2 separate regions of the Mus musculus genome follow, and region 2 is linked to region 1. The links are chromatin contacts, called in public HiChIP or PLAC-seq maps. All regions are on one chromosome and are shown on one strand. Each heading gives the region's core, a stretch centred on a gene start, on an enhancer-like site or on the middle of the called end of the contact. The rest is flanking DNA. Distances are from core to core; before and after follow the strand shown.

Region 1 (7,102 bases), core at 4,093-6,592:
CAGTTGTGCCAGCACCATTTGTTGAAAATGTTTTCTTTTTTCCACTGGATGGTTTTAGCTCCCTTGTCAAAGATCAAGTGACCATAGGTGTGTGGGTTCATTTCTAGGTCTTCAATTCTATTCCATTGGTCTCCTTGTCTGTCACTATACCAGTACCATGCAGTTTTTTATCACAATTGCTCTGTAGTAAAGCTTTAGGTCAGGCATGGTGATTCCACCAGAGGTTCTTTTATCTTTGAGAAGAGTTTTTGCTATCCTAGGTTTTTTGTTATTCCAGATGAATTTGCAGATTGCTCTTTCTAATTCGTTGAAGAATTGAGTTGGAATTTTGATGGAGATTGCATTAAATCTGTAGATTGCTTTTGGTAAGATAGCCATTTTTACTATATTGATACTGCCAATCCACGAGCATGGGAGATCTTTCCATCTTCTGAGATCTTTAATTTCTTTCTTCAGAGACTTGAAGTTCTTATTATACAGATCTTTCACTTCCTTAGTTAGAGTCACGCCAAGGTATTTTATATTATTTGTGGCTATTGAGAAGGGTGTTGTTTCCCTAATTTCTTTCTCAGCCTGTTTATTCTTTGTGTAGAGAAAGGCCATTGACTTGTTTGAGTTAATTTTATATCCAGCTATTTCACCGAAGCTGTTTATCAGGTTTAGTAGTTCTCTGGTGGAATTTTTAGGGTCACTCATATATACTATCATATCATCTGCAAAAAGTGATATTTTGACTTTTCCCTTTCCAATTTGTATTCCCTTGATCTCCTTTTGTTGTCAAATTGCTCTGGCTAGGACAAGAGTTATTGAGTAACTTGGATAGATGTTATTATACTCCTAGCTATAGAGTCAGATCTTTAGTATATTACACCAAAGTGAGTTAAATGCAGGATTTCTTGAAGCCCTTAGGAAATATTCAATGCTTTGGTAGATTGACCATGGCCTAGCAACCAATCCTTAACCTTCCATACTTATAAACTTAAAATGGGAAAACATTTAAAATGTGTAGAGTTTCTAGTCATCTCAGAGGCTCTGAAAGGTAATTTACAACAAAAATATGCTCAGAACAATGTTGTCACTAATTCTCAAGTATCACGAGTGGCAAGGTAAAGCAATGCTACTGTGCTATGCATACACAGCTCCCAGAGACAGGTTTCTGCAGTACATGGTTTCTCATAGAGAATACTTGGTCCAGTTTCTCTACTATGATCATGTGTATTTCACAGTTCTCTTGTGAATTATTTGGTCAGAAACAGAGAAACTAAATATCACAGTTATTTATAACTGATTATTATAACATGAAGACTGAATGATACATGATAAGACACAAGACTTATTCACATGAGCAAATGATAAGCAAAAACCACAGTTTCGCAGTTACAAACCCATGCTTCTGGTAAGTGATTCAGCAGTATTTATCTTACCTGCCTCAAACCAAACTATTTGCCACATCCTAAGAAGATGTGGTCAGAGAGTTCATAGCATGAGACCCTGAGAGAGATGATGGGAAGAGCCCATTGTTCTAGAAGGTTAAGATGTGAGTCCCATTTGTAGAAACAAAAGATCCAATGGGCAAAATCCAAAATGTCCAATTTTCAACATAAAACGACAGAGGAGGCAAAGAAGGAGTAAAGAATGACCTCGTCATGCAGGAGACACTTTACATGGAATATTTTTAAGGGATCTTAGATGTTACAAAGTTCACAAAGGTTTTTAGTTTCTTAAAAGTATTCAGAGCTGAGGAAAAATTTGAGAAGGAACTAAAGTGAATGAATCAGTAAGAGCATATGAAAAAGTAGAAACTGTTCATAAACACATCGAAGTTTCAACACTGAAAGGGACAATAGCCAAGATGAAAGCTTCACTTATGGGATTGAACAGCAAATTGGAGCAGAGTGGAAAATCAGGGAGACTCATACTGGAGACATGGCTCAGCAGTTAAGAATGCTTACCTCTCTTGTGGAGTACTCAAATTCTTTTCTCAGTACTCACATCATGTGACTTACAACTGCTTGTAACTTAAGATCCAAGGGATCCAATACCCTTTTCTGTCTTCCACAGGCTCTGTGTCATGTACATGCACACATATACACAATGCTTGCATTGGAAAGTAATTAAAAATAAAATAAATCTTTCTTTTTAAGGATCACAATGTAGATGCATCACCAATAGACTAGCTCAAACAGAAAAAAATATCTAAGTTGGGAGACAAACCTGATGAGTGTGATATTCAGATATAATAAAGAATGAGGTATGATCATAATTTGTTAAAAATTCTATAATGTGATCAAGAAACAAAACCTAAGAATCCATGGGATAGAAAAATAAGCTGAGATTAAAAGAAAACCTTAAAGGCATTGAAGACCTATTCCAAAAACATTACAGAAGGAAATTTCCCAAATCTATGTAATGAAGTGGATATCTAAACACCAGATGCATTTAGAAACCCAGGGAAAAATGAACACAGAACATTCTCTCCACAACACATTTTAGATAAACGTGAACGCTACAAAACAAAGACAAAAAGCTGAAGGAGAAGAACAGGAACTCATTTACAAAGACAAACTCATATGATAACCTCAGACCCCTCGGCAGAAACTGTAAAGGCTAAGACAAAACAGAATGTGTATATTTCAAGCCATAAGAGTAAATAACTGTCAGTGAAGATTAGGATGTCCAGCAAAGTTACTTTTTAAAATTAATGGAGTAATAAATTCAAGATAAATACAAACTAAAGCAATTCATGACCACTAAGTCAACATTGCAGTGTATGCAAAATATTCAAGTACTGTGTTTACATAGTTTCTGCCCTACACTCTCCCTCCTACAACTCATCTCATGTCTATCTCACTCCCTCTCAAATTTATGGTTCTTCTTTAGTTATCACACACACACACACACACACACACACACACACACACACACACACACACACACACCTATGTAAATACAGCCTGAGAGTCCACTTAGTGTTGCTTGTGTGTACATGTGTTTAGGACTGAGTTGGATAACCTATCAGGAGGTTTATTCCCGTAGAAGATTGATTTTCCCTTACTTATTAGCCATTAATTCAGTGTAATTCTTTATCTAGGAGTGGGGTCTTGTGCCCCCATCCACTGGACACTGGAATGTCAATTGCTGTCATTGTGAAGGTATTGCTTAGGCAGACATGTTGTTTAGATTTCATTGATGCAGTATCCTTGCTATGTCTAGAAGACACCATTTTTTTTTTTTTTTTTAGCAGACACCCTAGTCCTCTGGTCCTTATGATTTTTTTGCTCCCTTTTCTGTGATATTTCTGGAACCTTATGTATACAAATTGTGTTGTGGATGTATCCACTGGGGGTGGGCTCTCCATAGTCTGTTGTTCTCTGCATTTTGACAGGTGTGTGGATGTCTGTAATGGTCTCCATCTGCTGAAAACAAGACTTCTTCGATCAGAAGTGAGTGCTATATATCTGTGATGCAAGGATAGCTATGTAGAACACAGTGATTGCACTGTTTTGGGAAAGTGTCAATTGTAGGTTCTCTACTGGGGTCCATGACCTCGCAGCCACAGGTTGTTGACTAGGTTCTAGTATCATGCGTGAATTCTCTCCCACTGAGTGGGCCATAAGTCTAATTAGAAAGCCATTAGCTACATCCAGGGTGTAGGTGCCATTATTATACTCTTGGGTATATGTTGCTGTGCTGGTCATTGTGGTGTTTTTACAGCTAGGTAGGACGGTTAATTGCCATTAGCTTTGGCACAGCACCCTGAGATATTATGAGAGCTATTACTCAAGGAGAGGCTCAAGGCCAGGTCCAGCTTGAGTCCTACATGTCCTGAGTCAAAAGTATGTGATGTGTTCAAAATTTTTAATTTTTTTCTGCTAGGACACTCATTGCATGAGGGAAGATTTTCTTCACTAAAATCTGATTATATTATTTTTCTCTTAGGAAAGATCAACTTAAAGCACCTTTGACTTTGTAAGACTTGTTTCATTCATTAACAATAATTGTCAATAAAACCAAGGTGATGAGAAGTTTTAAATTCTATGGTGGTGTGACTCCACAGTGTCTGTGACTTGATACATTGGTAAAGATGAGATTATTGAGAATGTACATAGTATGACTCAAAATCATTGTCTATTGTAATATAGGTGAGATGAAATGATGGACTTTTTGGATATGTTTTGGTGTGTCATGTAAGCAAGTCATTACTCTCTAACATTGAAATAAATTGATTCACTTTTGTATCATGAGGTGGTATTTTAATTCCAAGGTTTTATTTTATTTTATTATCACAGGCTGACTTGTAGTAAATAATGAATATCTATTGATATTGAATATAAATGGATTTGTTTATAGTAAATAAATATTTTTCCTTCTCTGGACACTAAGTAAGAATAGCTACATAGAATCCTCTAGATGCTAAGAGGAAGTGGGGAAGCAGCTGGGTCTGTAAAGTGTTTTCCATGCAAACAAGACGACCTGAATTCCATTCTCAGAGCCTATGTGATAAAGCTGGGTGTGCTGATAACACTTACAATCCAAGCTCTGAGATACAGAGAGAGACACCTGAGGTTCTCTGGCCAGCCAGCCAGTTTAACGTAATCACCAAGTTAATCGAGAGACCATGCCTCAAGGTAGACAGAATGTGAGAATGACTCCCAAGGTTCACCTCTGTCCCCCACCCCGTGCCACTTAAAGAACTACTGTGGAGTTTTAGCAGCCTGGCTTTTCTTATGTTGCACTATGACAGAAATTTAGTGAGCTGAATGTCCTTTGGGAAACCAGGCTCTTCCCATCCTTAGTTCACAGGTTTGCATCGGACAAATATCATCTTTCCCAAAGAAGTAGGAATGTCTAGGTGATTCAATAGTCAGTCAGTGATTCCACTTTCAGAGCCTGCAGTCATCTCTTATTTTTTGTCAGTAAAGGTCAGATGTGGGCTTTTCATAAGAATGGGTTTTGCCACGTGGAACATTTGGGGCTATGGTGCTAAATAGGCTGATGGGTGCTTGGTGGGCCTGTCTGTTACTGCCTTGTCCATCACTCTTCCATTGTTCTTCCCAGACTGTACGTTGCTAATGGATGCTCCTGATTACCCTCACTAGATGGTCATGCTTGGTCCTGGTACAAGAGATGAGCCCAAATGCACATCTGTCCTGATGGACTCAGCATCCAAAACACTGATGCTCCACCACTGGGAGCTTGGGTTTCTGGGACTCTGATACCATAGGCTACAAACCCCACCCTATGCCCTTGTGGTCTTGCCCTGGGCTGTAAGTGGTGGTTCTCTGAGTCATTCGCTGTGGGTTCTGCTGTGGTTACTTCATGATTCTCACACAAGTACTCAGAAGACGTCATCAGGCAGGGGCAGTAGGGCAGGAGTTTTCATAGAAAGCATGTGATGAAGCATCATAAAAGCAGAGAGGGGGTACAAGGTCACAGAGCCCCCTCTGCCTTCTTCCTCTCCTAGAGGTTAAAAGAGAGCAAGGACAACACTCTTGACGCTGGGACCTAGGCGGCCTTCCGGGGAAGATGAAGATCCTCCTGCTACTGCTGACCTTGTCTCTGGCCTCCAGGACAAAGGCAGGTGAGTAAGCAACACCTTCCTTTAGTGGTCTAACCCCGCTGTCACCAGTAGCAGGAGGGCAGAGGTCTTTCTCAGGAAGGGCCACTGAATGCTCTCCGCTCCCTGAGCCATTCCCTTATCATCTGCAAAGTGGATCTTCCTAGAAGTACATGATCAAGGGTAGGAACCTGCAAATCAGAAAACAATATGTTCTCCTGGAGCAGATAGAATGGGCCTGGTTTCTGCAACTATGATGATACAGGCTTTCCCCTCACCCCAAACTCAGTCATCAAAGAAGCCTAGGTGTTTATGACCCCCGAGTAGATGGAATTGCTGTCCTCAGAACAAGTGATTTTGCTTGTCCCTAGCTACTTGGTCTCTTCCTCTAACTCAGTGCTTCACAGGGCTCTAGTGGTTCCCCAGTGTTCAAGGATGAGCCACTGGGCACTCTGCTTTCTGGAAGGCCAGCACCTACATCTAGGAATGAAAGCCAGTGGGGAGGCCTGAAGAAATAAGATGCTGTGAAGTGTGAACTTTGGCCCCTAGAAAGCAGCAGTATTCCAGGCATCACAGGGCTGGGAGCAAGGGAGAGAAGGTCTTAGAAACTCTGGGACCAGAAGTCAGAAGACAGACAAGCTGAATCCTTAGGATTTCCTTGTCCAGAGAATTATGTTTGCCTCCAACTGTGTGGAAGGAAGATTGATAAGCCAAGACCTATATTTCTCTCCTTTTAAAGAAGGGGAAAATGAGGGCACTCCTCCCAACCTCCTTCCAACTCCAGGACTCCCTGGCTCCCAAATGCCTAGCAAGTCTGGAGCTACCAGACAAAACCCATCTGGTGATCTAGCAGGTGCCCACAAAATGATTGGCTTTCCCTTCAGGGGAGATCATCGGGGGACATGAAGTCAAGCCCCACTCTCGACCCTACATGGCCTTACTTTCGATCAAGGATCAGCAGCCTGAGGCGATATGTGGGGGCTTCCTTATTCGAGAGGACTTTGTGCTGACTGCTGCTCACTGTGAAGGAAGGTGAGGAGCAAAAAAACCAGTCCATACCTGCCTAGAAAGATTCCATGGAGGCTCCGCCTTCATCCTAAGGTGCTTGGGAGGAGAGAGGGTCTAGCAAGTCTCATGAGGGGGAAACAGACTGTCACCAGAGTCACTGATAAGGAGTCAAGCACATTTCAACCAGGGTTAGCATTGCAGTATGAGCTGAATAACTCAGTTTGCCTTCTTAGAGCTGATGGGCTCCTGAGCACCTCTAATGCAGCAACTGGTGCTTCAGATTATCCCTTTACTTCCCTCAGCTGGAGCCCCACCCTGCCGGCCCTGCCTGTCCTTCACACCTCCTGGGCAGCATCCTCTCTGACTCCACGTCTCTTACGTCTGCTCTCTTCACAGTATAATAAATGTCACTTTGGGGGCCCACAACATCAAAGAACAGGAGAAGACCCAGCAAGTCATCCCTATGGTAAAATGCATTCCCCACCCAGACTATAATCCTAAGACATTCTCCAATGACATCATGCTGCTAAAGGTGAG
Region 2 (6,856 bases), core at 2,723-5,222, 48 kb before region 1:
ATTAGATATTTTCTTTATTTACATTTCAAATTTTATCCCCTTTCCTCATTTCCTCCTGAGAATCCCCCTATTCCTTCCCCCTCCCCCTGCTCACTAACCCACCCACTCCCGCTTCCCTGTCCTAGCCAGGAGTTTTATTGACTGAATTTACACACGTGATCTCAGGCTAGCCTTGGCCGCAGTGTGGCCTTGGCCCACAGCCATAGCAGCGGCTTTTCTTAGCGGTCCTAAAAGGCCGTAATGGGGCCGAAGTAGCCCTTAAGCTAGAGATGCCCTGGGTGACCATGCTGTACAGCTTCTGATGCCTGAGATCTCAAACTTGTGGTTCATTTGTTCTATATCAGCACAGCGGCACACTGGTGCACGGTGCAGAGTACTTGTAAGTGACTGCAGTTCTTGTTTATGTGTTTACGAGGCTATTTAGTGTTAATTTAGAGTGTGCTTCTACTTAAAAAAAACAACAACCAAACCAAACCAAACCAAACCAAAACCTTTAAGAAGGGCAAGTGAGATGGCTCTTTTGGTGAAGGCCCACATTGCCAAGTCCGAAGATGTGAGTTTCATTCTCAGGACTCACGTGGTAGAAGGAGAGAGCCAATTTCTGTAAGTTGTTCTCTAACTTGCACACACCAGTCATGGCACACACACACACACACACACACACACACACACACACACACAGAAACAGAATTTAAAATTTTAAAACAAAACGAAAATACCTTAGACTGAACTATGTTGCTCTCTGTGGCAGTCTTCCAATCTCCTATGGTCTATATTCCTTGGCTGCATGGAGGACTAATTTGGACCAGCTTGGTTTGAGTGAATGCAGTTCTAGGATGCTCAAACAATGGTTAATCTGTTCTTAGAGCAGTGTGTTCTGACCTTAAGGGATGTGAGGCCAGATTAGCTACATCTTACAAGGAAAAGACTGGACTTCCTAGAGGTTAAGAGATTAAAACAGACAGATCAGTGGGCAGAAGGAGCTGAGCTCTGGTGCCAAGTTTTTAGACTTTAAGTCTGGGGCACTGCCAGTGTCATAGTCCTGGCTTCAGAGCTGTACCAGAGAAAAAGCAACTAACTTGTCAGATACAGGTGATAATTATGAGTCTCTAAGTGACTTCATTAAACATGGGCTTTAGAGTCAGGTCCCTCCTGTGAAATATGCAAATTAAGTTACATATACAAAAGAGTTGTGAAATAAAGGGATTTTGTTCTTCTGGAGTATGTCTTTTGCTAGTTATTGTTGGTTTGTTTTTTGCTTCTGTTTTAATTAAGCAAACACAGCGAAGCCGGGAGTGGTGCATATGCCCACAGTAGCTGCAGCATTTGAGGCAAGAGGGTCAGAAGTTCAAAGTCAGCCTCAGCGTTAATGAAAGAATTCAAGGCTAGCTCGGGCCCCAAGAAACTCCGTCTCAAAACAAAACAAAACAAAAAAACCCAAAAAACAAAAACAAAAACAAAATACCAGTGTAACATTTTTCTTTTTTCCTTGTTGGGGATGGAACTGGGGAGCCTACATATGCTGGGCAAATGCTCTACACTAAATGTGAGTGATAAATGGGTCTTAAGAACAAGGAGAAACCATATCTGAAATGCATTTGTCCACAGAGTGCTTGACCCCAGTGCCTTCCTTCTTAGCTGTGCTGGGAAATCAGATGACAAGCCTGTTGAGGGATGGTTTGTGCACTATGTTTTCAGCTACTGATTGCTGTACCCAGATATCTGGTTGCAATCCAGACACTGGCATTGTCGTGATTTTTGGAGCACCTAAATCAATGATGTGTAAAGATTGTTTTCCATCACCTCCTACTGGTTAATAAATCACTGATGAGCCAATGGCTGTGCAGGAGAAGAGAATAGGGCAAGACTTCTGGACCCAGTCTGGGGATCCCAAGGGAGGGAGGGAGAGAGAGAGAGAGAGAGAGAGAGAGACAGACAGACAGACAGACAGACAGACAGAGACAGACAGACAGAGAGACAGAGACAGAGAGACAGAGAGACAGAGAGAGACAGAGAGACAGAGAAAGACAGAGAGAGACAGAGAGAGAAGAGGGGAGGAAGAGAAAGAAGGAGGAGGAGAAGGAAGAAAAGAAGAACTAGAAGAAGAAGAGGAGGAGGAGGAAGGAGGAAGAGGAGGAGAAGGAGAAGGAGAAGGAGAAGGAGAAGGAGAAGAAGAAGAAGAAGAAGAAGAAGAAGAAGAAGAAGAAGAAGAAGAAGAAGAAGAAAGAGAGGAAGAGGAGGAGGGGAAGGGGAGGGGAAGGGAAGGATGAAGGTGTGGAGAGACCATATGGATGGAACAGGAAGATTCACCATGAGGCTATAATAAGAGATCATCCATGAGGGCATACATGGACCAGAGCCAGGTCAAGACTCAGATGCAGTCACTAAACACAGACACTATTGTGGATGCCAAGAAGTGCATGCTGGCATGAGCCTGATATAGCTGTCTCCTGAGAGGCTCTGCCAGAGCCTGACATATACAGAGGCAGATGCTCTCAGCCAACCATTGAACTGAACACAGGGTCCCCAATGGAGGAGTTAGAAAAAGGACTGAAGGAGCTGAAGTGGTTTGCAACCCCATAAGGAAGAACAACAATATCAACCAACCAGAGTTCCTAGGGTCTAAACCACCAACCACGGAGTACTCCAGCCATATATGTAGCAGAGGATGGCCCTTGGTACCATGAAGGCTCGATGTCCCAGTGTAGGGGAATGTGAGGGCAGGGAGGCAGGAGTGGGTGAGTGGGTGGGGGGCACCCTCATAGAAGCAGGAGGAGGGAGCACGGGATAGAGACTTCTTGGGGAGGGGAAATCGGGAAAGGGGATAACATTTGAAATGTAAATAAATAAAATATCGAATTAAAAAAAAAGACCCACATGCAGACAAAGGACCATATGGCTGGTAAGTGGGCAGCATAGCTAGGTTAGAACATCTCCAAACCTGTCCAACTTAGTGCTCACAGCTTGCTAATAAAAATACCAGATCTCGGGGTCATTGATTTGGAAGTTAAAATGGGCTAGATCAAGCACAGAAATGCCCTGCAGTTATCTGAGAGCAAAGGGGGGTGAAGAAAATCGCCCAAGAATTACTTGTTCTAGAAGTAGCTTTATGTGCTGGGGATGTAACAGTTAATAAAGAGACACAAACTGTGTCTCTTTCCAGTAAGAGAAGATAGAAAACATAAGGGACAGCTAATCAAAGAGCCTCTCGCTTTCACAGCTGTGAAATCAGACAGACTGAAGCTATGATTATTTTCCATGTGTGCTTTCCCACTCAACAGAGCGAGGCGCTAAGATGGCAGACACAAAGACTAGAAACACAAGTCTGGCTACCCTACTTACCTATCCACAAGCCACACACAAGCCTCTTCTGACCCCTATTGCTGGGAGGATCCAGCCTCAGCCTCCGGCTCTCCAGCTTGTGATCTATCTTTAGCCTGGGAGCGCACTCACTTTCATAGGGCTTGATCCCGACCCTCTCCGCAGACCAAGCACCTACCCCAGTCAGGTCTTAGGTCTTAGCTCCAAAGCTCTGATCACAGTTGTGACTCCCAGCATGGCAGCATTATTTGATAAATGATCCTCTTATTGGGGGGGGGGGGATTTGATTAGTCATCATGTCATTTGAGGAGTCATTTAATCAGTGACAATTACTGTGGGAAGGGATATTAGGCAGTGGTCACCTCACTGGAAGCACGACTGACCTGTGATTGTCTCTCCCACTAGCTTAGAATTCAGAGCAAGGACCTCGTTGTCTCCCTTCACTAAGCCATGGCTGAGTCCTGAGCCCAGCAGGCCTGGCCGGTGAGGATGTTACTTGGCTTAGAAGAAAGGGAGGCGATGAGGTCTTGGATGACGACTCCTTGATCCTTTGGGTGTGGAAACATGGATGGTGATTTGTCTAAGTCTCTTCTCCGGGAGCTGTTTATAAGAATAGAAACGTTGAAACTGAAAGCACAGTCAAATTCTGAGTCACTGTAGCCGCTAATCTAGAGACTTGGGACTTGGGGAGGAGGACATTGCTACAAAGCGGGCAGGGCGGGGCAGGTCCTGATTCCATGATGATCTCTGAAGTTTCTCAAGACATTCTTTTCCTGGTCTGGCTTCTTCACTTTCAGGAAATCCTTTAAAACTGATTTTACTAAGAAGGTGTGAGACTTACTGAGGGCTTAGAATTTTGCTCTAAATCTTTGTGTCTTTGTGCTTCGGTCTGAAGGAACCTCTTTCTCCTAGTCTCACCCATCATGCTGGGCTTGAGATCCAATTCACTCCTGGTTCCTCAGGTCTCACTCCATGGTAGGTTTATTATTATTATTGTTGTTGTTATTATTATTATTATTTTATTTTTACTAGACAGGATTTCTCTGTGTAGCTCTGACTGTCTTGGTACTTGCTCTGTACACCAGACAGGCTGGCCTTGAACTCACAGAGATCCACCCACCTCTGCCTCCCAAGTGCTGGGATATAAATGTGTGCTACCATGTCCAGCAGTTAATTTAGTTTTGAATGCTGGAGATTGACTTTATGGCCCATTTCACATCTGCCCCATCCTTTGCACAGTTTTTCATCATCCTAGTGAATTTCTGGCCTAAACTGTGGGCAGGTTGCTTGTGGCATGTCTGTGCCATCATACTCTAGGCTCTGCCTAGGGCAGGGTAATGAAGGAGGCCCTGCCCATGAGGGAAGTTCTCAAAGAGCACAGAAGATACCAAGGATGGCGTTCCATGTGGCGGTCAGGTCACTCTGCCTGTCCACAGGAGACTCTGACATTGGAGGCCCTCAGTATGGCTCAGGAGGTCCAGTCTTGGATACCATCTATCTCTTTGCCATCCAAGAGTCCATCTCTAGCCAGAATGAGAAGTGGCAGCTTGGGCTTCCAGGAAGTGCATTATGGTGTTAGAGACTGGGTAGAAAGATAAGAAGAAGAGTAGAATATAGATATACTGTGCTGAACTTACACTCCAGGACCCTTCCCATAGCATATCTTATTCTGGAACTGGTGCACAAGCAATCTTTAGACAGATGAATGCAGACCATAGGACATAGCAAACAGTCCTTTAGAGAGAGGATGCTAGGGGCATTTGTTGATTTCTTCATCCTAGGTAACTTTATCATCCTTCATCCCAAAGGACCAAAGCAGAGCTCAGCTTCTGTGAGAATGTGGGTATTCCCCCCCCAAAGCACCCCAAACCAGCATAGACCCCAGGCTCAGATACACATTCCTTCCTGACATGGGAACATGGTCTTCTCCTTTTTGTAGAAGGCCTTAGCATCATTGGTGACTCAGGAATGTGCTAGCTAGCACTGTAGGTGGATTCGCTCCACTTTTCCCTTGAGCTGCTATTAGAAACCCAAAGGAGTGGGGATAGCTCTCACTCCAGGCCCCTAATCCTCCCAAACAGGTAAATCCTTTGCACTGCCAGCATCAGCATCAGTATCAGTAGAAGGACTCTCTTATGTCTGTTTGGAAGCTTCACCTGTCAAATAAAACTGATTGGCCTGTAGCTGAGGCAGGAAATAGGAGGTGGGAGTTCTGGTAGGAAGCAAGGAGTCTGGGACAGAGCCAAGAGAAGAACATGGAAGAGGACAGAAGTATAGGAGAGCTGAACAGAGCTAACCAGCCACATGACAGAATGCAGAATAGAATAATGGAGTGATTAGCATATGAGTTACAGGGAATAGAGAAGCTTATGGCCAAGGTATTTTAAAATATAATCTGAGTCTCAGAGTCTGGGAGCTTTGGGACAGGAGGAAAGCCCTGACCATTAGAGGCACCCATGTACTTTACAGGGCCCAGTGCCCGGGCAGTTCTCCACTTGAGCAACTTGCTTCTGTGGGCTTAGCTCTGATTTCTAACCACACACCAGAGAGGATGCTGGGCACCTCCTGGACAGGATAGATGTGAAACAAGGAGAGGTGACCTCCAAGAGTTCTCATTTCCTACTATCCTTTGCCATGCTATGTTCTCTGGGCATCAACACCACCACATCCCTCTCAGGAATGTATCTAGAGATTTCTTCAGGGACCATCGTCACTTCATGGAAACACAACATCTCCAGTTTTTTCCATGAGAGAGAAAGATAACGCTGGGAGTCTTATCACCTTTACTTCCATTCTCATTTCATTAAAACATTCTCACTGTGTTACACAGCACCAATGATATGGGCCCCTCTCAGGGAGCTCAGAACCTGTCAACCCAGATCTACAGGAAAAAACTCTTGTGAAGGGACGTGCTAGGCTGCAGGTGTTAAAAGGATGCCTACCCTGGAAGTGAGGCCACGAAGAGACTGAGCAGGGAGGAAATTTCAACGGAATCTTAAAAAATGAACAGGAGCTAGCTGAGTGGAGAGTAGGAGGAAAGATACCATAAACAAAGAGAACAGTATTTTACAAAAAGCCAGAGTTGTGAGAGAAAACAAGGAATGTTTATGTAGTTAGCTGTCCATCCCTCTGTCCATCCGTCCATCTATCCATCCATCCATCCATCCATCCATCCATCCATCCATCCACCCATCCATCCACCCATCCATCCATCCATCCATCCATCCATCCACCCATCCATTCTCTCACCCACCTGTTTATTCACTTACATCAATCACCATTCATTCACCCATTTCCATCCATTTATCCCTTTATATATTCATCTATCACCCAATCCATCCATCCATCCATCCATCCATCCATCCATCCATCCATCCACCTTCTCAACATTATTCCCACTACCCCCCATATGCCTACTTCCACTCTACCCATATATACATCCATCCTCCATCCATTTATTCCTTTATATATTTATCTATAATCCATCCATCTACTCACCCACCCATTCACTCACCTTCTTAAACATTAATCTATG

Evidence for each region. HiChIP or PLAC-seq counts read pairs in DNA pulled down with a chosen protein or histone mark.
Region 2: a contact with region 1 is called in an H3K27ac HiChIP or PLAC-seq map of CD8 T cells, with 20 times the contacts expected there. The contact joins the enhancer-like site here to the promoter of Gzmb in region 1. A contact is called at or near these places in 1 of 39 promoter capture datasets (macrophages), 1 of 15 datasets of contacts at CTCF or cohesin (CD8 T cells), 11 of 484 Hi-C or Micro-C datasets (CD4 T cells, CD8 T cells, CD8 central memory T cells and 3 more), 5 of 115 datasets of contacts at active chromatin or transcription factors (CD8 T cells, effector CD8 T cells, embryonic stem cells and 1 more) and 2 of 9 other capture datasets (adipose tissue and liver).

The regions. Positions count from the first base shown.
Region 1 is chr14:56,260,574-56,267,675 of GRCm38.p6, reverse strand. Gzmb (granzyme B) reads left to right here and starts at 5,342. Exons shown (of 5, transcript NM_013542.3): 1 at 5,342-5,581; 2 at 6,442-6,589; 3 at 6,962-7,097. The coding sequence starts at 5,527.
Region 2 is chr14:56,307,512-56,314,367 of GRCm38.p6, reverse strand. No RefSeq gene overlaps it. Among named protein-coding and RNA genes, the nearest start is that of Gzmb, 49 kb to the right of the region's middle. Within about 2 kb of position 3,972, at least 6 of the 459 cell types and tissues checked have an H3K27ac peak or open chromatin away from gene starts, as enhancers often do. A contact at or near this core is called in CD8 T cells, where this site is marked.